Regions from separate parts of the Mus musculus genome. Here all the other regions are linked to region 1. Evidence: chromatin contacts called from public ChIA-PET, HiChIP or PLAC-seq and promoter capture Hi-C data. All regions are on one chromosome and are shown on one strand. The core of a region is the stretch at or near the end of the contact, and the rest is flanking DNA. Distances in the headings are between cores, read along the strand shown. Region 1 holds the start of Snn (stannin). Region 2 has its middle 10 kb from the start of Prm1. Region 3 overlaps Clec16a (C-type lectin domain family 16, member A). Region 4 overlaps Clec16a (C-type lectin domain family 16, member A). Region 5 overlaps Clec16a (C-type lectin domain family 16, member A).

The links. Promoter capture Hi-C pulls out the DNA fragments that hold promoters and counts their contacts. ChIA-PET counts read pairs in DNA pulled down with a chosen protein or histone mark. HiChIP or PLAC-seq counts read pairs in DNA pulled down with a chosen protein or histone mark.
Region 2: an RNA polymerase II ChIA-PET map of memory CD8 T cells shows a contact between it and region 1, with 23 read pairs. The contact joins the enhancer-like site here to the promoter of Snn in region 1. A contact is called at or near these places in 17 of 39 promoter capture datasets (the 3T3-L1 cell line, 3T3-L1-derived adipocytes, the SN4741 cell line and 11 more), 3 of 115 datasets of contacts at active chromatin or transcription factors (embryonic stem cells, memory CD8 T cells and pancreatic cancer cells) and 3 of 9 other capture datasets (adipose tissue, liver and pancreatic islet).
Region 3: a FOXA1 HiChIP or PLAC-seq map of pancreatic cancer cells shows a contact between it and region 1. The contact joins the enhancer-like site here to the promoter of Snn in region 1. A contact is called at or near these places in 2 of 39 promoter capture datasets (liver and pre-B cells) and 3 of 115 datasets of contacts at active chromatin or transcription factors (the SCID.adh cell line, memory CD8 T cells and pancreatic cancer cells).
Region 4: a promoter capture Hi-C map of cranial neural crest shows a contact between it and region 1. The contact joins the enhancer-like site here to the promoter of Snn in region 1. A contact is called at or near these places in 5 of 39 promoter capture datasets (cranial neural crest, hippocampal neurons, liver and 2 more), 1 of 15 datasets of contacts at CTCF or cohesin (the NIH/3T3 cell line), 3 of 115 datasets of contacts at active chromatin or transcription factors (the SCID.adh cell line, memory CD8 T cells and pancreatic cancer cells) and 1 of 9 other capture datasets (adipose tissue).
Region 5: an H3K4me3 HiChIP or PLAC-seq map of the SCID.adh cell line shows a contact between it and region 1, with 12 read pairs. The contact joins the enhancer-like site here to the promoter of Snn in region 1. A contact is called at or near these places in 6 of 39 promoter capture datasets (the 3T3-L1 cell line, cranial neural crest, liver and 2 more), 2 of 484 Hi-C or Micro-C datasets (CD4 T cells and bone marrow-derived macrophages), 10 of 115 datasets of contacts at active chromatin or transcription factors (the SCID.adh cell line, T-cell acute lymphoblastic leukemia, bone marrow-derived macrophages and 6 more) and 2 of 9 other capture datasets (liver and macrophages).

What each region holds. Positions count from the first base shown.
Region 1 is chr16:11,064,760-11,069,282 of GRCm38.p6, reverse strand. It overlaps Snn (stannin), which reads right to left and starts at 2,985. Exons shown (of 2, transcript NM_009223.3): 1 at 2,836-2,985. Gm9861 (a long non-coding RNA gene) reads left to right here and starts at 3,015. Exons shown (of 2, transcript XR_003951968.1): 1 at 3,015-3,285.
Region 2 is chr16:10,804,437-10,809,348 of GRCm38.p6, reverse strand. No RefSeq gene overlaps it. Among named protein-coding and RNA genes, the nearest start is that of Prm1, 10 kb to the right of the region's middle. Within about 2 kb of position 3,023, at least 42 of the 459 cell types and tissues checked have an H3K27ac peak or open chromatin away from gene starts, as enhancers often do. A contact at or near this core is called in memory CD8 T cells and trophoblast stem cells, where this site is marked.
Region 3 is chr16:10,674,742-10,679,246 of GRCm38.p6, reverse strand. The region is part of intron 18 of Clec16a (C-type lectin domain family 16, member A); the gene reads right to left. Gm15558 (a long non-coding RNA gene) reads left to right here. Exons shown (of 5, transcript XR_384655.3): 3 at 590-656. Among named protein-coding and RNA genes, the nearest start is that of Gm15558, 6.6 kb to the left of the region's middle. Within about 2 kb of position 2,341, at least 60 of the 459 cell types and tissues checked have an H3K27ac peak or open chromatin away from gene starts, as enhancers often do. A contact at or near this core is called in the SCID.adh cell line, liver and pancreatic cancer cells, where this site is marked.
Region 4 is chr16:10,633,055-10,637,617 of GRCm38.p6, reverse strand. It overlaps Clec16a (C-type lectin domain family 16, member A), which reads right to left. Exons shown (of 23, transcript NM_001204229.1): 16 at 2,322-2,372. Among named protein-coding and RNA genes, the nearest start is that of Gm52264, 23 kb to the left of the region's middle. Within about 2 kb of position 2,462, at least 18 of the 459 cell types and tissues checked have an H3K27ac peak or open chromatin away from gene starts, as enhancers often do.
Region 5 is chr16:10,582,623-10,587,275 of GRCm38.p6, reverse strand. All of the region lies in intron 9 of Clec16a (C-type lectin domain family 16, member A), which reads right to left. Among named protein-coding and RNA genes, the nearest start is that of Clec16a, 40 kb to the right of the region's middle. Within about 2 kb of position 1,900, at least 64 of the 459 cell types and tissues checked have an H3K27ac peak or open chromatin away from gene starts, as enhancers often do. A contact at or near this core is called in the SCID.adh cell line, T-cell acute lymphoblastic leukemia, double positive thymocytes and 2 more, where this site is marked.

The DNA of each region.
Region 1 (4,523 bases), core at 1,736-4,235:
AGACTAAGAAAAGGTCACTGCCCCTCAAGTTCACAGCTATGTTCTACTGCATACATACTCAATAAAGACTGACTGAGTATACCAAGGCCAGGCATGTGATGATGAGCTGAAAGAGAGCTGGCTCTCATGGGATCAACCAGAGGACCCTATTTTTGAGCCAGCTCCCTAAGTCCAGACTTCTCCCAGTTGCCTACTCACAGGTCCCCATGCCTGCTAGGAAGCAGCCATGGGGAATAGAGGATGTAACCCAAGTTCAGGGCAGGGCCAAGGCATGGCAGTAGAGGATGGCAGGTCTGACAGCTAACTGACAGCTAGCTCAGTGGTTCTCAACCTTCTTAATGCTGCGACCTTATAATACAGTTCCTCATGTTGCGGTCACCCCCAACCATAGCATTATTTTCCTTGCTACTTTGTAACTGTAGTTTTGCTACTGTTATGAATCACAATGTAAATATCTGTGTTCCGGGTGGTCTTAAGTAACCACATATGAAAGTTTTGTTCTACTCCCAAAGGGGTTGTAACCCATAGGTTGAAAACCAAGGTAATTCTTTATGCTTGGGGTAAGGTAGGTGGTAACAGGGAAGCAGAACCCAGAGGATGCTGGGATGCCCTGCATCTGGCTTGTACAACCCTCTGCATAACCACTGACCACCCCATTTCATTCACCAAGGCCCATGGGTCAGGCATAATTTAACCCAGCTGAGGGAAGTTCCAGGACCACCTCAAAGCTATGCCATTACATCCACCTTACTCCTCTCTACTTGCCTTGATCATCCCATTCTGCTTATGAGGAAACTGAGGCACAGGGTCAGACCACAGACCATCCCACGTACCCTGTTCGGGAGCAGCTGCAGTGACAACTTTTAGGTGAGCACTGGTCAATGTGGGTCTGGGCACACCACAGCCAGTTCAGTCTGCAATGCTGAGAATTGCTGGGCCTGGTTTCTCAAGGCCCAGACCAATGGGTAACTGGTCCTAGAACACACTGGTCTCAAAATGACATACAGTGTGGTGACCTCTGGGCAGAGGTCTCCTAAAATTCACACTCTCCTTTAGGTCTTCCTTGGAAAGGCGTCTGTTATCCCTACCTCTTCATGGGATCCCAAAGCTAACCTTTCACCCCACCCAGAAGGCAACAAGGCAGGCCAGGTTCTCACCACTCTTATCCACAGCAGGCTGTTCTTAATGTCTTGCCTTTTTCTCTGTAACTTCTTGTACCTCAGGGCACAAAGCCTGGCCTGGACCCATGTCACAAATAGCCTCTTCTCTGGGGACATCCTCTGCCTACTCATCACTTAACTGGGCACATCACCAGTGCTATTGTACTCAGCTGGGCACCACTCTGCCACTCCATCCAAAGCTTCCACCTCCCAGGGCCTCCAAGGCAGTGAGAAATACTGCCCTGCTTTCAGGGCCAACTAACATCCAGGGGCTTCCTGCACTGCTCCATCCTCCAGCAAGGCCACCTTCCAAGTGTCCTCTTCAGGGGACCCCAGACCAGAAGTATTTCCTGCTCAGGGTTCTGCTTGGTCAAACCCCAAAGGCACCATCACCGAGGGCTTCTGCCATCCAAGAGCTTAGATGGAGGACCAACAGCAACAGGAAAGAAAAGGGAACATCTATCATGGCTGTGCCCATTGTCCTCTCCCCTCCCCTTCCTCCTCCAGAAGAGAAATCTGCTCCAGATGCCACCCTACTCCCAGTTCTTATGCCAGGAAAGGAAACTAAGACTAAGAAGTTTGGGAACTGCCCGAGGTGAGCTGCAATCTCATAGTCCAAGCCTGAATTCTGCCCCCACTCGTCAGGGTCCCATCTGGCCATACAACTCTGGCGGTGATATAATAGTCGATGCTGAAAAGTTCCTTGATGCCACACTTTTGAGCTCCAACATCTCATGTGGATCTCTCCAAAACTTCTGCATCAAAACAATCCTAGAACCGAATGACTGCTCTTCCTACTTGACAAATAATCTGTAGCTTAGAGAAGTTAACTCGGTCCCCAAGGTCACACAGTTTAAAAAGTGGAGGTGCAGATACCCAGGAAGCCCCGATCCTAAATAACCGATTTCAAACCTGATTCTAAAACGTCATATGTCTGACCTGTCTTCTTTCTCCTGAAAGCTGAGCACAATGAGTCTGTGTTTGACCCCTCCTTAGGAGATAGTCTAGGTGACCTGGGTCGAGAGGACTGGACACTAATGACAAGCGTCCCAGCAGCTCCCGCGTGCTGAGCGCGGGCGGTGTGCAGGCGCGGTGCCAGGCGACGCCGCGTCTCTCCCACTCTATCGAAGGAGCAAGGCGAGGCGCTAGGGAAGTAGGGGCCTGTTCAGGGGGCGACAGCTGAGGAGGAAACGACAGCTGAAGACAAATCAAGTCCGCCTGACCCCAGTTTTTTTCCCTGGGGGGGGGGTCCCAGAGACCCATTCAAGCCCACGCCGCGCAATCACTGCCGACCCGACCTGGGACCAAACGCTGCGGCTCAGCCTCAGTCTCCCCACCAATGAAACGAGCGCCAGATTTTCCCTGGGCCCCCGTTCCCCTCGATCCCATCTTGACCACGCTGGGGCGCTGCCAGGAACCCCGTCAATGCGGAGTGAGTGTTCCGGGCAGCCCGGAGGATCCGCGCAGGACATAGAACCGTGGGTCACGGAGAGGGGCAGATGCCCAGCCAAGCAGCCTCCGCCCCCCGCTACCTCCTTTGTCCCAATCCCGCGGCGGAGGACAAAGAGCCCCCGCCCGCGCGCGGCATCTGCCGCGCCGACCCGCCAGCGCCGCACCCCGATCCATCCGGCGCGTCCCTTCCCCCTACCCGCCTGCTCTGCCCATCCCTGCTGACCATGTCGCGGCCCGCAGTCCTGTGCAATTAGCCAGCAGCAGCCCCGCCGCCCCGGCTCCGCCTGCGCGCCAGCCGGGTCGGCCGCGGAGCCCTCGCCAGACGCCAGAGCCCGATCAGCAGGGGGCGAGGTGCTTGGGCTCCGCCCTGATTGGGGGCGGGGCGCTCTGGTGCGACCAACTGGAGATCGCGCTGGGACGGCGGGGCGGAGCGGAGCGGGCTGGGTGGAGTCACGTGCGCTCTGGGCCCGGAGGCGCACAATGGGCAGAGGGAGTGTAAGCAAGGGGGTGGGTAGTGTTTCTCAGCTGGCGGCTCCCGGAGCTGGGGCAGAGAAGGCGGGAGGCCAGGCTTCCTTGAGCGCTTATTGGGTGCCGGCAGTACTGGGCCTGCGCCTGGCGTCCTCTTTCTTCGAGGGTCAACCCAACGACAGAGGGGAAACTGAGGCGCACAGCGGTAAGAGTGTGATACACCGCCCGGAGATTACAGGCAGAGACGAATGATTTTCTTTCCTTTTCTCATCTTTTCTTTTCTCTTCTTTTCTTCCTTCCTTTTTTCCCCTTCAATTCCATCATTATCCTTTCATCTATCCACCCTTCTGCACTGATCATGTATCTTGCTGCGCCCTTGAGCCACTAGCCAGACAAACCAGGTCCTGTCCTCAGGGATGCGGACTCAATAACCTCTTAGTTAAGCCTTCACCAAGTGCCGTACTCTGTTCAGTCCACTCAACAACATCAAAAGAACGCCAAATAAAAACATACCGACCCATTTGACATGAGGAACTCAACACTCCAGAAGACTTAAAATACTCTGATGTGCTGTCCTGGAGGCAGGATTTGAAGCTAGACACAACTGGCTAGGAACACAAAGGTGCTAATTGGTGTACTGACTGCCCCCCAAAAAGAGTCTGAGAGAGGATGGGACACTCCGTGATGGCCACCAGGAACTCCACAAAGAGTTTGAAGACCTCTGAGGCCCAAGGTACTTGGGAAGCCAGGAAGAAATAACTTGGTTGGGGCAGATAAGACTGGGATATCCCCCTGGGAGCTGGGAAGCTAGGGACTGCTAACTTTCTTAAGGTCCTGCACACAAGCTGAAGTGTGGGAACTCCCTCACTTCACCTCAGCAGAGTGATTCCCCTCCATACCTCTCATCCTTTGGCCCATGTCATTTCTTTTATCTTAAACGTTCTTCCACACCATCTTTCAGATCTCAGCTTCACACCCTTGCTCTCTTTCCCAGTCAATGGACTTTCATGTCCATTGGGAAATCGTGTTTTCTAAGGGCATCTCATTAGCTTTCAGTCTCCGTTTCAGGACTAAGACTGAATCGTTCACTGGTGAGCCTACAGAACAGTCAGTACACAGTAGGCTCTTTATAAGATATAATGAATGAATAGTAAGATGGCAAGGCTGTCTCTGCTGCTGAAGGACTGGGCTGAGGAAGTAAGCTGGCTTTGGTGTAGAGAGGCAGAAGGAAGCAGGGCTCTGGGCCAGCTGCCGTAGAGCCTAGAGCCTGATGGCTCTGAACAGCTCCTGTTCACAGACCTGCCCATCGCTGTGCGTCCTCAGAGCTCCTGCCTCTCATTAGTGGTCTAGGCCTGGAATAGGTAGGTCCAGAACTCCAGAGCTGGGGCTGGCAGGGAGATAAACACGAGCAGGTATATATATGACTGAGGGGAGGACGTGGGG
Region 2 (4,912 bases), core at 1,774-4,273, 260 kb after region 1:
CCTTCACTAAGGCAAGGAAGAACATTCCAGGAAGGACAAGCCTGAGGCAGCAATAGGATTTTGACTCCAGGGACTGAAAGGGTGCACACAGCATCCTTTATTTACAAAATACTGTCTAGAGATGCAAGGGTCGGGTGGAGGAGACACTGCAGGACAAAGAAGGCAGGAAAGAGGCCCGAAGTCACCTGATCACAGCTTTGGTCACTTGTCGAACACAGGAAACTCCAGGAGCCACAGCAGAGTCCTCAGAGATAGGACCCACCGTTCTAGCCTTGCTGGGATTTACTGAGATACTCCAGTATCTCCCCAAACCTGAGGATTTTATAGATGGAATACTTGTGGATCTGTGGTCACATGCTACAGTTGTGGTACTGTTAATGCCCGCTGCCTCTCTGGAAGCTTCCTCTGAATCCTTTGAGAATGTATCTGCATCCCACATGTAGTAACTCCAAAGATCCGTCCGTACTCTCATGGTAATCTTAATTGGAGGGAGACAGGATGTGCTCAGATTTTTTTTTTTCCAAGACAGGGTCTCACTTTGTAGCTCTGGCTGTCCTGAAAATCACTACAAAGACCAGGTTACTCTCAAACTCTTAGAGATCTGTCTGTCTCTGCCTCTTGAGCAAAAGCTGGCCAAAACTTTGAGAGCTGGCAGACACCTTAATCTTTAACCATAGATGACACTTCTGCCACTGGAACCACCCAGTTTGGTGTCATTTGTTGCCATTGTCCCAGGACTTGAGTTCGTGATACAGCTATGGCTTTGTGCCTTTTGGGGACCTCGCTGATATGTTACATTAATTTGGGGGGACTATTAAGCACCCTGTGATTTTGAATCAATTGCTACGTGATCTTGAACAAATCATTCGGCTTCTCTGGGCTGCAGGTATGGTGATCCATGGTTTGGAAACTTTAGATGGGAGGGAGATTAACTTACGGTGGCCATGTTGTTCTGCTTGCAGAGGACTCCCAGACAGTCGTGTGCACCTGTGGAACCTATGGGGCCTGCACTCCTTACCTTGGAAGAGAGTGGAAGACGCACGCTTCAGAGACATTGTGACCAAAGTGACTGAGAATGGAAGGTTTGTCTTTAGAGGGCCTCTGTTTGCTGGCGATCATTAGTTTCTAGAACTTTCCTTCTAAGAGGAGGCTTATGACCTAGCAAAACCCAGTAATGTCTGACCTTCCAGTGGGCTTGGTAGGCACAGTGCCCAAGACTGCGACCCTGCTGGGGACAAGTTATTTTCAGTTATGGAGGAAAAGGTGCAGAGTAGTCATGCGCATCCTGGACATGCCGCCACAGAGGCAGAGAAGCTGAGAACTGAGTAGGCTTGGCCCATCTGAGAAAAATGTTTTGAAACGCACCTGACAGGTACTTGCTCTTTGCCTCCGTGACCAGCAAGCCACCATCTGCTAACTGGAAAGGTATTACGTTCTCCCATGCACCTGTGTAAGGCAAGCAACAATACCATGGCCTCTCTACTGATGAGGAGACTGAGGCAGGGAGCTCCCGACACACCCCCAGCACGGAGTAACTATCTATGGAATGTGAATTAGTCTGTATGGTATGTGTACACACGGGTGTGTAGGCCAGACATTTGAGGTCTTCCCTAGTCACGCCTCACCTTAGTTTTTGAAACAGGGTTCTCTGAACCTGGAGCTCACAGATTAGGCCAGCAAACCCCATCCCCCTTCTCTCTACTTTCCCCATACTGGTACCACTACTCCTGGCTTTTTATGTAGGTTCTGGGATTAAACGTGGGTCCTCATACTAGGACTAAGTTTTATTGCCACAGCCCCATAGTGTGAATTAGATGAATCAGAGAGAGGCCAAGACCTGTACCCAGCAGACACTACAGAGCCTGGACAGGAAGGAAGCACCCTGTACAGTCACAGTCCTCTACCTCCTGTTCATATATGCTGGCCCACTTTGTTGCTTTTGGTCCTTACATGAAGCTAGCAAAGTTCCTGCTGCTGATCCTGGTGGATGTGGAGATGGAGGCTCAGACAAGCTTGGCTGTCTGCTTCTACCTGATAGCTTCCTTTCCTTTCTCTGTGAGCTCTGGCCCAGCTTGGGGTCTGCAGCTGAGGACTTAGTCGGTCCTTGCCTTGGAGAGACTTGTGTTCATCACGAGGCTCATTCACATCTCTAGGTCCTGGTAACTGTAGCCCATCTTCTCAAAGTCCAATGCAGGTATCTCTGCCAGCCTCAACTGGTTCAGCTAACATCAGCATCTCCAGGGCTTGGAGCTGAGGCTGTCAGTCAGACACCTTTTTGAACCAGAAAGGACTAGGTTTGGAGTCCCCTCTTTGGACTGGAGATGGTGACACCAACCCTAAACATTTTTTCTGAAAGGTAGAGGTGAGGAAGACAAGCCTGCACTGCTTCTCTTCACAGTGAATGCCCGTGTCTGGGCCTGGAGACCTGTGCTCACACGTGCTCCAGAAAGGTCTCCTCACAAGTGCTTGGAAAGTGCCAGCTCTAAATGGGTCCCAGAGAGATTTCAGCTCTCATCGAAACACTGTTTTAACTGCAAGCTAGTACCCACACACATTGTGACCTGCAGGACAAAGGCTGTTTTGTGTTTGTTTCCCTTCCTGTAACCCAACCTGAATAGCAATAAATAGGAGACGCAGAGTACATTCACCCCAGCTTTCTTCTCTTTTCAGATGAGACTGTCGGGCAGGGCTTGGCTTGCTTTCTTCTACTTTAATTCAGAAACAATCGTTTCATTTGTATTTCTGTATTCTTGTTCTGAAATTCTGTATACCAGTACCACGACATGGGCACTCTACTGCTAGACTTCAAGACAAGGGCTTTACTGCCCCTTTGCAGATGGAGAAACTGAGGCCCTGGCTCAGACCGAGTCCCCACTGTAGGTTGTTGCTTTGGGCAGGGGGCGGGGAGGGGTTGTGGATACTGCCTGGTGGTTCCCCCAGCTCTGCCACTGTCCTGGCTTCCCCCAGGCGCTGCAGCTGTCCTAGGGTGCAGAACACTGTGCACACGTGCTGATAGCTTACCGTGAACTGCTGCCTTCTTCACTTAGAGCAGCCAGCTGTGGCAACCAACCACAGAGCAAGTGCAAATGAGCCACAGTTGGCCACTTAAGTTTCTCTTTCCTGTCAGATGGGTGACTTATGGGACCTGTAGGTGTGCAGGGCCACAGAAGGGACCTGGCTGGCTTGTCCTTGAGAAACACACACAAGAATACCTATGAGCTATTTGACTATTTCACCAGTCACAGAAAGATCCCTGGTAATGAGTTCCAGAAGGTTCCTTCATGGCCATTCTAAATCTCCCCAGCACACTATTTAGCCAAAGACTCTGCCTTCTTAAAATGTTACCTTTTCCTGGTTTGCTTGTTTTTGTTTTGTTTTTGGAACAGTCTCATTATGTTGCCAAGGCTAGCCTGAAACGATCAAACTTCGTGTTCCCAATTGCACTGAACTTCCTTTGTCTTAACTTTATCGCACTAATATTTTTTGTGTGCTTATGTGCATGAGCATCCGTGAACGGCAGTGAGAGTGAGAAGATCAGAGAACAACTTGTGAGAGTCAGTCTTCTTCCATTCGTGGGTCCTGGAGATTACACTCAGTCATCGAGCTTGGTGGTACGAGCCATCTCTCCAGGTGCACGACCATCTGTCTGAGCATGTATGCGTCTACATGCATGTGTGTGGATACATGATATGTGTGAACATGTGAAGGGCTGAGGTTGTTCAGTAACACTCCACTTTTTTGATGCATGGTCTCTCCTTTAATTCAGTTTGGCAATCCCATCTAGTCTAACTTGCCAGATTGCCCCAGATATCCCCATCACTGCCTCCTGAGTGCCCACACCTGCCTAGTTTACCTGGGTTCTGAAGGTCCAGGTTCTGGTCCTCATACTTACAAAGCAAGCACCTTATTCACTGAGCCATTCCCCTGGCCCTTTGCTTTGTTAGGATCTCATTGTATAGCCTAGGCTGCCCTTGAATTTGTGACAATTCTCCTGCCTCAGTCTTTTTTTTGTTTGTTTGTTTGTTTTGTTTTTGTTTTTTTTTTTCAAGACAGGGTTTCTCTGTGTAGCCCTGGCTGTCCTGGAACTCACTCTGTAGACCAGGCTGGCCTCAAACTCAGAAATTCGCCTGCCTCTACCTCCCGAGTGCTGGGATTAAAGGCATGCACCACCACCGCCCAGCCCTGCCTCAGTCTTCAGTGTTGGGATTATAGGCAATAGCAACTATGCCTGATTTTTTTTTTTGTTGTTTTTTGTTTTTGTTTTGTTTTTGGGGACAGGGTCTCACTTGTAGCCCCAGCTGGCCTTGAACTTGAACTCACAAAGACCTTCCTGTCTCTGCCTTCTGAGTTCTGGGACTGAAAGTATATGTGCCACCCACACTTCTGGCTTGATCTTTTCTTGCTCTCAAACTGTGTGTCCTCAAACACCCCCAGAAAGAGCAAATGTTTCTACCATAAAGAAATAAGGGCTGGGGAGATGGCTCAGTCAGTACAGCACTTACCTTGCGAGCATGAGGCCCCATGTGTGACCTAGGCACACAGGGGTGGTGACATGTACTTGCAATGGAGGCAGAAGCAGGAAGAGCCCTGGGACCCACTGGCTAGTCAGCCTAGCCTACACTGAGAGTTCTAGGATAGCAAGAGATTCCCCCCATAGCAAGGGAGATGGTGCCCAAGGAACAATACTCAATGTCCGTATCTGACTTTGCAGGGACTTATGAATGCAAACACACACACACAGACACACACACACACACACACACACACACACACATCCGTCCTGTGTGTGTGTGAGGGAAGTAGATAGTCTTACTGTGACTTATGCATTATAGTGTGAACATGTGCGGGAACATCGCATACTCTTTCTTAATATGTACTGGCTTTAGGTGCTAAAAGGCAAATTTAAAAGTCT
Region 3 (4,505 bases), core at 1,092-3,591, 390 kb after region 1:
ACTCTGTCTTCTTTGAAGCTTCCAGCACAACAAGGGGCAGCCATGGAGCAAGTCACTGGCTCTGTGATGAAAAGGGTCTACAAACTTCTCTCTGTGAGTAAGGGGCAACGTGTGCTGCTCGTATTCCTTAGGTTGTAAAGGAGAGCAAGCTATTTGCTGAAGCACAGTCAACCAAGGGAAATTGAGCTTGGAGCTTGGCTTCAAGGTTTCTACAGCAACCCCCTGGGCTGCTGTTGCTGCTGCTTCAGCTGCCTCACTACTGCCTTGGGCCTCCTTTGCACTCACTCCTGTTCACTGCGGAACTGCTGGCCCATGTACTGTTATGAGAGCTCTGCTACTGGACACATCCCTGAATAAGCACAAACCTTGTATGCTCCTGGCCTACAGCCTGAAGGTTTGTGTTAGGCTCCATCATCTTCCAGCTGTGTTGATGAAACTGGGGTAGTCCAGTTACTTAGAGCTAGAGTATTTAAGGAGAAGTGTATGATGGTCTCAAACTTGCTTTGAAATAAGTTTTATAAAATTATTTCTGGTTTAGGATTTAGCTTAGTGACAGAGTGCTTGCCTAACATATGAATTGTATTTCCAGTAGGTCTCGGGGACTGAAGGTAGAGAAGTAGAAAGGTGATTAAAAAGAATGGAGTCAGTGGTGGCAGGTAGGTGGTACACGGGTGTTGTTCACTGTAGACTCTTTCAACTTGGATGCATGCTTGAACGATTTCCAAATGGCCCACTGGATTAAAGTTGACTTCCTAGATAATCTGCAAACAAGCCACAGCAGCATGTTTGACCCAAGGTGTTCAACACACAGTGCCTGTGCCATATGATCAGATTTATTTAGTTGAATGTGTGTATACACCAGTGCTGCTGCCTCTGGAGGCCGGAAGTGTTGGAGTCCCCTGGAGCTGGAGTCACAGGCAGCTGTGAGCTGCCAGGAGTGGGTGCTAGGAATGGAACTCAGGTTCTCTGGAAGAGCAGAACTCACTTTTAACCATGGAGCCATCGCCCTAGCCCTCTCACTTCTTTTTCTTTTCTTTTCTTTTTTTTTTTTTTTTTGTTTTGTTGTTTTGTTTTTTGAGGCAGGGTTTCTCTGTATCCCCCTGGCTGTCCTGGACCTCACTTTGTAGACCAGGCTGGCCTTGAACTCAGAAATCCACCTACCTGCCTCTGCCTCCTGAGTGCTGGGACTAAGGGCGTGCGCCACCATGCCCGGCTGCAGCCTATCACTTAGAAAATATTTTTCCTTGTGTGTGGCAGGTGTATGATTGTATGTATGAAGACATATCTGCGTGCACATGAAGCTGATGTCAAGCATCTTTCTCCACTACTCTTCACCTTTTGTATTATGGCAAGGTCTCTTGCTAAAACTAAGCTTCAGCTTGTCTAATGAGCCAGCTTGCTGGACAGCAGCAGGGATAACAGCTTTTATATGGAGGTGGGGACCCTAACACTGGTCCTAATGCTTTCATGGCAAGCACTTGAATTGATAAACCATCTCCATGGCCCTCCATCACTTCTATCATTTTTTCCCAATGCTGGCAATGGACTTTAGGCTGCATGTATGCTAGGCAAGTGCTCTACCAGTAAGGGCTTTTATGTCACTTTGACTGATGCTTATAAAATGCCCATATCACAAATACCCATTTGATGCCCTAGCAGGAGTAGTAGGGATACTACCTCTTAGTCCTTTAGGAACTTGGTATGACAAGTGTTTCAGGACCACCATGAACAATGAGTTAGTACGAAATCTGCAGGTACAAATAGGTATCTGTTGTTTGCTCCCTGGGCAGCTACCCTGGGATGGGTAACTGTAATACCCCAGGAACAATGATGTCAGGCAGCTTGTCCCGGTGTCCAGGTTTGGACTGGCTCAGCTGTACCTTCCTCCAGAGGTGGGTCTTCCTTTTTGTTTTTTGTTTTTTTTAATTTATTTTTTTATTTTTTTACTTAGCATGCCTTGTCTACTCAAATATGCAAACAAGTTTCTCAAAGTTCCTGAAAAACCCATCTGTGTTTATTTCCCCCAAGGAAAGTTGCCAGAGACTTTTTTCAAGAGGATAAAATGAGAACTTTACCCTTCTCATTCCCACATTTCCAGGAATGCAAGCAGGGCAGCATCCCCTATCCTACCAACTGCCCAGGTCTACAGAGCAGGGTGCTCTCGGAATCAATTGTCATTCCTTGTTTTTCCCATGAGTACAGCACCAATTTCACAGGGAGACAGCTTGCTGAAAATGCAATTACCAGAAACGAGGTCCAAGTAGAGCACGGTGTGTCCCCTTATCAGGAAGCATGCAGCCTGTCACCAGGGACACAGACTCATCCTCTCCTGCTGACCACACTTATCTCTGCTCTGCTCTCAGAATGGCATATTTGCATAGCACATTGCATAATTTCCTCTTTGAAAACAGCCCTAGCATGAGTAAATAAAGTTACCTAACTCTGTAGTGAAGAGAAGACTCCAGATTTCCAAGAAAAGATCTGAATGCCTGAGCTGTGCTGTCACGCTTGGTGGCCCAACAGCCTTTCACAGGGGCTTGGACCAGAGCCCCTCAGAAGCACCCTGAGATCTCAGTTCTGAGCCTTCCTGAGGATGTGGTCAGGCTCTATCCACTCTCCATTTTCTAGGTGAGGAAGGTGCTTCCCAGCTCTGGGTAACCTGTCTGAGCCTCAGATTCCTAAAGGGACACATGGGGATACATCTTCCTTTTGTCCTGTGTGGAAGATTCTTGAAGAAACTGTTTCCCATTTCCTCTTCTAAATGTACATAGGAAAAGGGTTTATGGAATGGAGAGACAGTCATAGGATCTGCCTGTTGGGTTGCAATGAGGTCTCAGGGAAGTATGGAAAGAGCTAGAACAGTGCCTGGCACAGAGGTAGGTGACAGTGAGCTTACCCAGCAAGAGCATGACGGTCTGGTAGGGACATTGAGGGGTCTGGGCCAGCAGCCCAGTGTGCTGCCTCTTAGGCTCTGTGGCTTCCATCAAGGTATGACCTTTCTAGGTGGGCTTTAGTTGGTTTCATTGTTTCTCAAATTAAGAGGTTTAGACTAAACCACATGCCTATCTTCTGATGGGAAAGAACGTCTAAATTTCATACCAGGGGACACATTTATGGCTGTTTGGCAGAAATTAGTTCTCAGACTGAATGCTTACCGGCATAGCAGGCTGATTTTTAATTAGCTTGTGGGAATCCAGTATACTTCAAACATTAACAGTAAAATATGGGAGACCTCTGGTGGAGATAGGCCACACCTTTGGACTTAAACAAAAGCTACAGACTTCACAAACCAAATTTCCTGCTTTGTATTTTCAATTTCTGGTATTCACAATGACTACCAATAAATTTCTGGCACCAGAGCAGCACTTTTAAAGTATGTGATATAGACTGGTATGGTTAATATAAACCCAACCTAATCAGCATTCCTCAGTACAATACTATACCCAGTCACATGACCTGTCAATCATTAAACCCTGCCTCCGACATAATCAATACTGACACACTCAACTATTTTTCCTTCTCTTAAAAATGAACTTGCTAGGCTGGAGAGGCAGCTCAGCAGTTAAGACTCCTCTTGCAGAGGACCCAGGTTCATTTCCCAGCACCCACATGGTGGCTAATAATTATCTGTAACTCCATTTCCAAGGGAGGCAGTACCCTCTTCTGACTTCCACAGCCAATGCACACACATGATGTGTAGACATATATTCAGGGGAAACACCTATACACATAAAATAAAGATAAATATACTTGAATTAAACAAGAAAGGAAACTTTATTAATTCATTTATTTCACTTTAGCTATTTGACAAACTTGTCTCTTAGCTGAATTGGGGACACTGACATGTAATCCCAATATTTAGGAGACTGAGGCAGGAGAACTGAAAGCTGGAGGCCATCCTGGGCTACCTAGCAAGACCATGTCTCATATATAACTAGATAAATAGGGGATAAGAAAATGGCTCAAAGTGTTTGCTGTGAGACCCTGATAAGCTGAGTCCAACCTCAGGAACCTATGCAGAAGGCAAGACATGGCAGCATGCTTCTGTAACCCCAGCACACCTAAAGGGAGTTGGGAGGCAGAGGCAGCAGGGTGCGCTGGAGCCCATTGCAGTGGCAGGAAACAAGAGAGACTGTGTCAACAAGGTGAAGCTGAGATCTGGTTTTCATTAGCTGTCCCCTAACCCTTCTACTTCTCTCTCTCACATATAGTAGACAAATGCACTTTAGAAGCAAGTGAAGCCTAGAGGTGGCGCATGCCTGTAATTTCTGTACTTGGGAGATAGAGGCAGGCAGGCCTCTGTGAGTTCAAGGCTAGCCTAGTCTACAGATCGAGTTCCAGGACAGTCAGGGCTACACAGAGAGACCCTGTTTTAAAACACCAAAAAGCAAAATGCAAAATGGAAAAAAAAAAGATGGCTCAGTGTGCAAGTATAAAAATCAGATGCTATAGCATATGTCTGTAACCCTGCTACTCATACAAGGAGAATCCTTGGAAGCTCCCAG
Region 4 (4,563 bases), core at 1,213-3,712, 430 kb after region 1:
AAAGTGATCCATGGATGCTTCAGGGGGGCAGTGACAAAGATGAGGTAAGGGCTCGGCTGCCAGAGCCCTGGAGATGGGTATGGAAGCCAGGGAGCCACTTAGCCATGCTGTCTGCTCTTCTCTTTCTGACACTTTAAACACTTATGTTCATTATAAATGTCCCCATCACTTCATGCTTTGGTGAGTTATGTCCATGAAAAAGATCACTTGTCATCTATTTATTGAGTGCTACTTGGGGACTGAGAGACAAACAAAATAGAGAGCTGTCATCTCTAGTCTGTCCTCTGCTCCAGGGAGAGGCAGGGACGGCAGGGACTGCACCTGAGCTTATTGCTCTAGAGAAGCAGCACAGAGGATCACTCTCCATGGAGGCCCAGCTGACACGAGCAGGCTGGACAGACTTAGGGACACTACTCAGCCTCTCTGACTCCTGTTTTCCCTCAGCTGGATAAAGAAGACAATAGCAACAGTTCCCAAGGGAGAAAAAAAGAAAAAAAAAAAGCTTTTCTTCTTCTTCCTTCCTTCCTTTCTCCCTCCCCTCCCCTCCCCTTCCTTCTTTCTTCTTCTCCTTCTTCTTCTTCAGTATAGAATAGAGTTTATTCAGGGAATGGGAGGGGAGTTAAGAGGGTAGTAGAGGCAGAGAGAGGGAGAGAGAAGAGAAGTAGAGGACAGCCATGGCTATGAGCACGTGGGGAGGGGCAGGGAAGGGAATGGGGAAGGGGAGAGCAAGAGAGCAAGAAGAGAGCAAGAGAGAAAAAGAGCAATTCTAATGTTGACGATTCTACAAAGCAGATTGGTGAGGGAGTCTTGGTTATAGAGAGCTGGCATATTGCAGGCTTGGAGCCAAACTCTGTCCTCTATCTGTAGCTTCCTTGATAGCAGTTCCTTGCCCCCCTCTGTCTGAGCACGAATCCTGTGACTGTTGGGTGAAGCTTTTTGGAATGTGGTAATCTGACTGTCATAGACAGCATCTGAGACCTACAATAGAGACCTCCTTCACTTTTGTTATAACCTGTCACCTCATGTTCCTATTGATGGATTTGAAGTGTCTAGATTTATGATTCTATTTTGTTCTGTGACTTCATGAAACAAGTTCCTTAACAAAACATGTGTAGGGTAATCTGAGTACCAGACATGGTCACTTAGATTTGGCTCTAAAATAAACTATCTTACTTTCTTTAAGATGAGACTGTGTTGCGTGTCACACTCAATATATACAATATGCCTTCACCTTCGCAAGCAGTCAGTTCTCAATAAAGGATCCCTGTGTTTAATGATATGCAGGTGACTCTGACCACCTCACAGACACAATGCCACCATCTAATGCAGCAGTGGAACAACACTAAGTGAGGCCTGTCCCACCTCGGCTGGCAAGAGCTCATCTCCTAAGGACCAGCTGAAGACTCATGTCAGTCGCAGGGCCCAGGGTCCATCCCTTTCGTATTTCTGGAGAATGCTAAACATTGTTCAGGATAAACCATAATCACTAGAGTAAAACTGTGACCACACTCTATTTTCCTGTATCCTTTTATGAAATGACAATTCATAAGTACTTCTGAATTAAAACAAATAACACCCCTCCCCCCAGGACAGATACTCCCCATATTGCCCAGGCTAGTTTTGACTTCCTGGGTTTAAATCTTCCTGCCTCAGTGTCCTAAATAGCTAGGATGAGGTGCACACGGCTATGCCCAGCCACAGTGCTTTGTTTAAAAAATAAATTCTGTCTTGGATTAAAAATCAAAATGTCTGCTGGGCAGTGGTGGCACATGCCTTTAATCCCAGCACTTGGGAGGCAGAGGCAGGTGGATTTCTGAGTTTGAGGCCAGCCTGGTGTACAGAGTGAGTTCCAGGACAGCCAGGGCTACACAGAGAAACCCTGTCTTAAAAAACAAACAAACAAACAAAAACAAACAAAAAACCCCAGGGAGCAAGAGAGGGGAGAAGTGGACATATGTACTTTTTCACATTGGCACAGCATGAGGCCTGCTGCTGAGTATTTTATATCTGCTTGGGGCAACTCAAGAGGTATGGGCCCCACTGCACAGCTGACAAACAGCCAGGCTCAGAATGTAGTAACCCGTCCAAGGGCACACGGTGAGGAAGCAATAAAGGCAGACACTTCAGGGGCTTGGGATGAATATACCCTGATGTTGATGTGATGGTGGCAATCACATTTACCTCACTAGCAATCTTTGCCACTTGACCAGAAAGCCCCAAATGAGACAGAGCCCTCTGCAAATTTTGTGGGCATGAAGGTATGTGCCAGCCTCTGTATGCTCTTATGTGCCAGCCTCTGTATGTTCTGGCTTTGTACTTACTGTCATGCTCCTGTACTCATCTTCAAACATGTCCAAGAAAATCTCTTCTCCCTGCAAAGATAGGAAGGGAGTAGGGAGAAGCTTCTTCTACTCCATAAACACAGCATTACAAAGACTGTGCTTGTGCTTGGCTTTGGAGGCCGCCTGCTTTTCATTACAAGTTCTTGTAAATTCCAGAAACTAAAACACATATGGGAATGTGAGCACACATGTACAGATGAAAGGCTAAATATCAAATTGTGCTGCTCAGCAGCCTCCTCCTGTTGAAAGCTGGCGTTTCGTCAGTCATATCAGATAATTAGAGCACAACAACAACAAAAGAAGGTAATACATAATATAGAATTAAAACATAGACAAGGTTAATATTTCAGGTGCTTAACATCACTTACTTCTCCAGAGAGGTTGGGAAAGTGGGAAATGCTATTAAGTCACCATGTTAAACATGTGAGGCTCGTGCCTGGGTGGGGAGGCACAACCGCTAGTACTAGCACTAAGTTTATATGGATAGCCCCACTTGTTTTTGAGGAAAGTCTTGCATTTGGTTGATAAGGACAATGACTGCATAGGACTCCACCTTGGGCAAAATCCAGCACCACCTGATTCACTGTAAGAATGGGATGGCAAAAGGTGTTGTGTGCCTGAAAAGAATAGGCTGGAGCCCATGTCTATCAGGCCACTCAGTGTGAAGGCAAAATAATGCACAGAAAATGCACAGTCTCAGAGCCTGCCTCTTAGGGCTTGGGAGAAGTCAGTGCTGCCTCTGTCCTACATCATGAACTGAGTAAGAAGCACCCTGTCTCCCTGGGCTGGGAGTAAAATGCAAACGCAGTTTTCCTTCTGTTCCAGACCGGCCGAGGGGCAGCTTCTGGGAAATGGCTACTCTGTGCTTTTCTGTGTTTACAACATCAGCGCATTCAAGAGGCAGACAGATTTCTAGAAGTTCTATGGGGAAGAGAGAGGTCCAAAGAGCACTGGGCAGCCCCAGGGTTTCTTTTTTCTTCTGGGCGGACTAGAAGGGGCATGCTTTTGCTTAAAGTTCAAGTGCAGTTCTCTGAAGGGTACATGGGATTTCCTCCCCACGGAGTGGTGGCCCACAGTGCTGCCCCTTTGTCTGGGCATGTCTACAACTGCAGCTGGATCAGGTTATCTGGTCCTGGCAAGGTAGAGTTTTAGATTACAGGATTGGGCTTAGCTCAATTAAAACCAACAATGGTGGCAGGCCTAGTGCAAAGCACCAGCAGTGTAAGCAAGGGCAGTGGGACAGAGGGGCTGTGCCGCCACCTCCCAGCCCAGCAGGAACCGTGTGAGCCTTGTTCAGGGGAACCAGGACCAGGAGGACCTGCAGAGATCACTAGGATGACTCCAGCACGGCTGGACTTCTGAGCCACTCATCCACCATGTGAAGTAGTAGGGTGAGAGAGTGGTCTCAGCAGACCCCACGTCTGCCTTCATCTACTCACCAACTTATCTAGGAAAAGTGGCATTCTCTCTCTCTCTTTTTTTTTTTTTTCCCTCGAGACAGGGTTTCTCTGTGTAGCCCTGGCTGTCCTGGAACTCACTTTGTAGACCAGAAATCTGCCTGCCTCTGCCTTCCAAGTGCTGGGATTAAAGGTGTGCGCCACCACTGCCCGGCCTACTTGGCATTCTTTACACACATTTCCGTCCACTCTCCATCACTCTCAAGACTCTAGGGCAATGCCTATTCCTACTAAACTAACCCCCCTCCAAATAACTCCTCTCTCCCCTCCCACCCTGACCATGGACATTCTTTGGAAAAGCCCTGCTGTGTTACCTCTTCCACTTCCAGAGGCCATCTACCATGATGCTCACACAAACGAAACAACTTCCAGCATATGTTACATCCTCACCTGGCCAGGTTATAAAGCCAAAAGGACCTTCTCAGTGTCTGGAAAGACTGCTGCTGAGGGCGTTTTCTCATGCCTTATGGTCAGAGCCAAACAAAACTGTATGACACTGGTATAAGTGGATCTCTTAAAGCAAGAATTACCTGAAGATAAATGTCTCCAAATCCTTCAGATCCTAAAGGTCATCTCACTAAACTCAAGATGATACTTCAGATGCTGCCATGAGTTTTCTTAGCATGCATACTTATAGATATTAACAATGTGTAATTGATAAAATCATGGGTGATTCATAGTTGTTTTCTATGTATTAGGAGATGTCTTAGTCAGGGTTTCTATTCCTGCACAAACATCATGACCAAGAAGCAAGTTGGGGAGGA
Region 5 (4,653 bases), core at 651-3,150, 480 kb after region 1:
ACTGAGTTAGTGATGGCCCTTGACTCTACAGGTCTGTTTGCTCCTTTTGGTATTCACAGCCCTCTCACTAAAACACGTGTGCCTTGGAGCTCCCATCCCAGCTGGAAGATAAACTCCTACCAAGGCATTCAGCAGGACACCCAAATCCCAGAGCAGCCCTGTGACAGAGCCAAGGGTCCCCGAGATGGTCTCTGACACTCTGAGCCAGCAAACACATGACCCAAAGAAGCCAGGCTCCTGTGGTCTCAGATGATGACTGTATACATCTTATCCTGGTAGGGTTTTCTGCTAAGCAGAGGAATGGCAGGAGCCATAAAGAGAAGTGTAAGTAACATACAGATGCACATGCACTCCCCAGAGAACCATTTGGGTACCTTCCCAACTGGCTCACCTGACACCTACAGATATAGTCAATGACTAATTCGGAGGGAAAAAGCTATTCTGTCTCTTAGCTGATATTCTGAACTCCCAGCCAGCCAGTCCTGGCACACATATGAGTGATAAAATATTTGCACCACCTAGAGGTGAAACCTGGTGGTTAAGTTGGAAAGCAGAGTGCAAGCTGAGGGTTTAGCTCACTGTCACCAATGGCAATGTCTACTCTAGTCTTAGCAGTCTCTGTCACTTGTTATTGCTGATGCTTCCTGCCCTCTTTATGCCCTTGCCTGCATCTGAAGTGCTTCCCCAAGCGCCTGCTGAATATAGTTCAGTTCCAACAACAGCGTGCCCACCCACGCACACTTATATAGGCCCCATATAGGGGATGAGGTTGTACAGCCTCACCTAACATTCCTGCACCAACTGGTGCTAGACCTAAGAACAAACACTACACATAGCAGAAGCCCTCCCTTCAAAGCCATGTTTGTTATTCTAGCTGTAGAAGCAATAAGACTGAGGCCTGGAGACGCAGACTAACTCAACCTGGGACACCTTGAGGCACTCACTGCTGCAGGTACCAGATGCAGAGTGTAACATGTGAACAGCACAAGAAACAGCATGCTGAGAGTCTTCACAACAAAGTCACAAGCACCTCATGACTGCTGTCCCTGGCCTTGCTGCCTCATTTATTCCAGCACTGAGTACCCTTGAACTCATGAGGGTAAAGCAGAAAGATGATAAACCTAAGACCAACTACCCCATGCGATACAGTAAGTTAAACATCAGCCTGGACTCCATTTCTGGTGTTACTCCGTCTTTCGGTAACCTAAAAAAACACCTACAGGTACCGAAGCACATCCCCAGTTCCAACCCATAATCACTTTGCAAACAATAGAAGAGGCTACCATATGAGTTGCCACTCTTGGGTATGTGTGGTAGTCCGAATGAGAATGCCCCCACTGTCTTATAGTTTTGAATGTTTAGTTCCCAGTTGAATGATTTAGGAAGAAATTAGCTGGTGTGGTCTTGCTGGAGGTGTGCACTGTGCTTCAAAGCCCACACCAGGCCTCCAACTTGTAGATAAGATGTAAGCTCTCAGCTCCTGCTCCAGCGTCATGCCTGCCTGCCTACCATATGATGGTAATGCACACAGGAATTTCAATTAGACATTTATCTGCCTATTCTGATCTGTGTTAAATTTAACCCTAAATTATAGCCCTTCAGTATAATTCTGTCTCTCCTCTGCTTCTCTCCAATTTTGGTTTGGGTTTGCAAGAGGTCTGCTGGTAAAAATGAAGCAATACCAGTAACTTATCTACAAATTACAGGAAGGAGAAAGTAGGGTAAAAAAGACCAAGAAGTTAAAACAAGTTTGATCAACCACATCCGAGCCAGGCAGGAAATAGTAGGAGACTGTTGTCACTCAGAGGGAAGGCAGGCAACTTGCACAGGACTACTGTTAAACAATTCACAACTGCCAGTTACCTTGGCAGCTAGTCTAGGATTTCCATCTACAGGCATCAGAAGGTGGGGCTTTGATCTAACACCTACAGAGAAACCAGCCTCTCAAGTGCCAGCTCCTTCTGTTCAGCCACTCATGCAACCAGTGGGTGTGTCTCCCACAGTGGAGGCTGGACCTCTGCCCCAAGAGGAGACCATGGGGAAAAAGGACAGACCTCCTGAGAGCCATCTGAGAGGTGGCCAGTTGCCATCTGCTCTGTGCTTTTGCTTAAGCTGCAAACCACAGCCTGTTTGTTGTGTCCTACTTGTGGTCAGGTACTGTAGTTCTGTAGGCATCCACATGGGATAAAACCAGGGACAATCTCTGTGTTATTTCTTACAGCTGCATGCAAATCTACAATTACCTCACTAAAAAATGTCCTTTAGAAGTCTGCAAGCTAGCAGATGAAGTAATAAAGAAAATGGGTAGACGTGAATGATTGCTGAATGCTTAGTCAGAATGGGACACTCACATCCTCCTCCTTCAAACTTCAAGGAACATCATGGAGAAGGTGGGAAATGTAAGAGCTAGAGGATGGAGTGGAGTGCTGTGGAAAACTGTGTCCCAAGCATGATGGGGCTGCTGCACTCTGAGCTCATAATTGCTGTGATGACGTGCATAAGACCTGACCTACCAATGTTGTGTCATGAAGTCAGGGAGCTCACGAGGCCGCACCCCTCCTGATGACATATTGTCTGTCAGTTAATGGTAGTTGGGAGGAGAGGTGCAGGCTCTGCTCTGTCTTCTGTGAGGACTTATTGGCAGTAATAGTTTCTGGGAAACAGAGAAACATTTTCTTTAGTTGTGTAGCTACTGGTAAGGTGCCCATGCTCTTGTGGGAAAACTCTGCTAATTAATGATGAAGTCCACCATGACTAGAGAGCCTCTGGGATCAGCAGAATATGGGAGACTCACTTCATTAGTGGATCTTCTCCTTTTCTAACCTTGTCTGGAAAATCCAAAACCCTCTCTCTGAGGAATGTTAGGTAGCCTTAGTTTGGTTACAGGTTTTGACAAAACCTGTTCAGCCAACACCTGAGATCCCTGAAATGCTTCCCCATGCTTAGGGTACCCTAAGCCCCCCAGCCAATCACCTCCGCCCATCCTGCATGTCCCTACCCTCAGCCCCCCTAACACTTTATAAGCCTTCAATCACCCTAAGTAATGTTGATCTGCCCCGAGGGTGGTTCCAGCGTAGTCACTCACTGTACGGACTCACAGGGCTTCCAGATCCCCAACCCCATCATCTCTGCTCCCTTTGCCCTGTGGATTGTATGGGCCGATGATCCTCGAGGGTGGGAGGACCCACATGCTCCTGTATAGAGCCCTACTGAAATTCCCTGGTCATTGGGAAAAATAAAAAAGGAAATGAAAGCAGCAGGGGAATTAGTGGGGAAAGGGAAGCAGATCATCAGGCGTGAGATGGGACAAGAGAGTGTAACGGGATTGAATATGATAAAATATTTCATATGCATGTACAAAAATGCCATAATGAATCTGTAATGTATAATCAGTATATGACAAGAAGAGACGCAAAATTAAAAAAGAAAGTGGGTATATACATATAATACATTATTCTGCCTTTACAATTTAAAGAAATTTGGCAATAGCAAAATGGGTAAACCTTGAGGACACCATTCTACATGTAGTAAACCAATAAAAGAAAAGAAATACCTTACATGATTCCACTTCGTTACATGAGATATCTAAAATCATCAAACTCATAGAAGCAGAGGGTGGGACAGTGCCTGCAGGGACAGGGAAGTAGGAACGGTTCAAGAGGAATACAGTTTCCGTTTTGGGGTGGCTCTGGATCACATGGAGAACATGATGAATGAGTTTAAGAGATCTGTGAGACACTGGCCTGCTGGCAACAATAATGCATTATGCATTTAAACACTTGATAAGAGGCTGGGAGATGGATCCATCAGAAACACGATTGCCGTGCATGCACAAGGACTTAAATTTGAGTCCCAAGTACTATATTAGAAACAGGCATCATGGTGTTTATCTGTATTCCCAGAGCTGGGAAAGCAGAGTAGAGGCAGAGAAAGACACTTCCTTAGAGGCCACTAATCAGCCAATTTAGCTGAAGCAGTGAATTCTAGGTTCATCGAGAGACCTATCTCAAAGAAGACCAAGTAAGAAGCAACTGAGGAAGAAATATGACATCAATCTCTGGCCTTGACATACACGTGCATATACATGCATGTATATTTGAATGTGCTCACACACACACACACACACACACACACACACACTAACAAGCTAAATGTTCTTGCCATCTGTGAAATCCAGTTCCCCAAAAAACTCTGGGCTCAGATCTTCCAACCCCAAGTCCGACTTCAGCACTGCTCATGGAAGACATTCTGGGAAGAGCTTCGGTTACTACACTGGGGCTTGAAAATGGTGTCAAACAAAAGAGTTCAAAAGGACATTTTAAACTGTTATTAATATAAATGAAGTGTCAATTAGCAGCAGGTGAAGTGGGGACAAGGCAAAATAAACAACAAACATGTCTCCTGAGAGCAGCCTCTGAGAGGCTTTCTGCAGAAATGTGCATAACGATCAGATTGTCTCCAAAACTCTGTACTCATAAGTGAAACTCTACATTTCAATGTTGGCATCTTAGAAGACTTTCTTCTGACCACTTTGAAAAACACACCAAGCAAGCCTGAGGGTCAAGCTGCAATCTGCTAGTCACTTGCCTAGCACTTGGGATCTATTTTCTGTCTATGCTTACTTAGCCCCTGCAACCTGCTTACTTTCCTTGA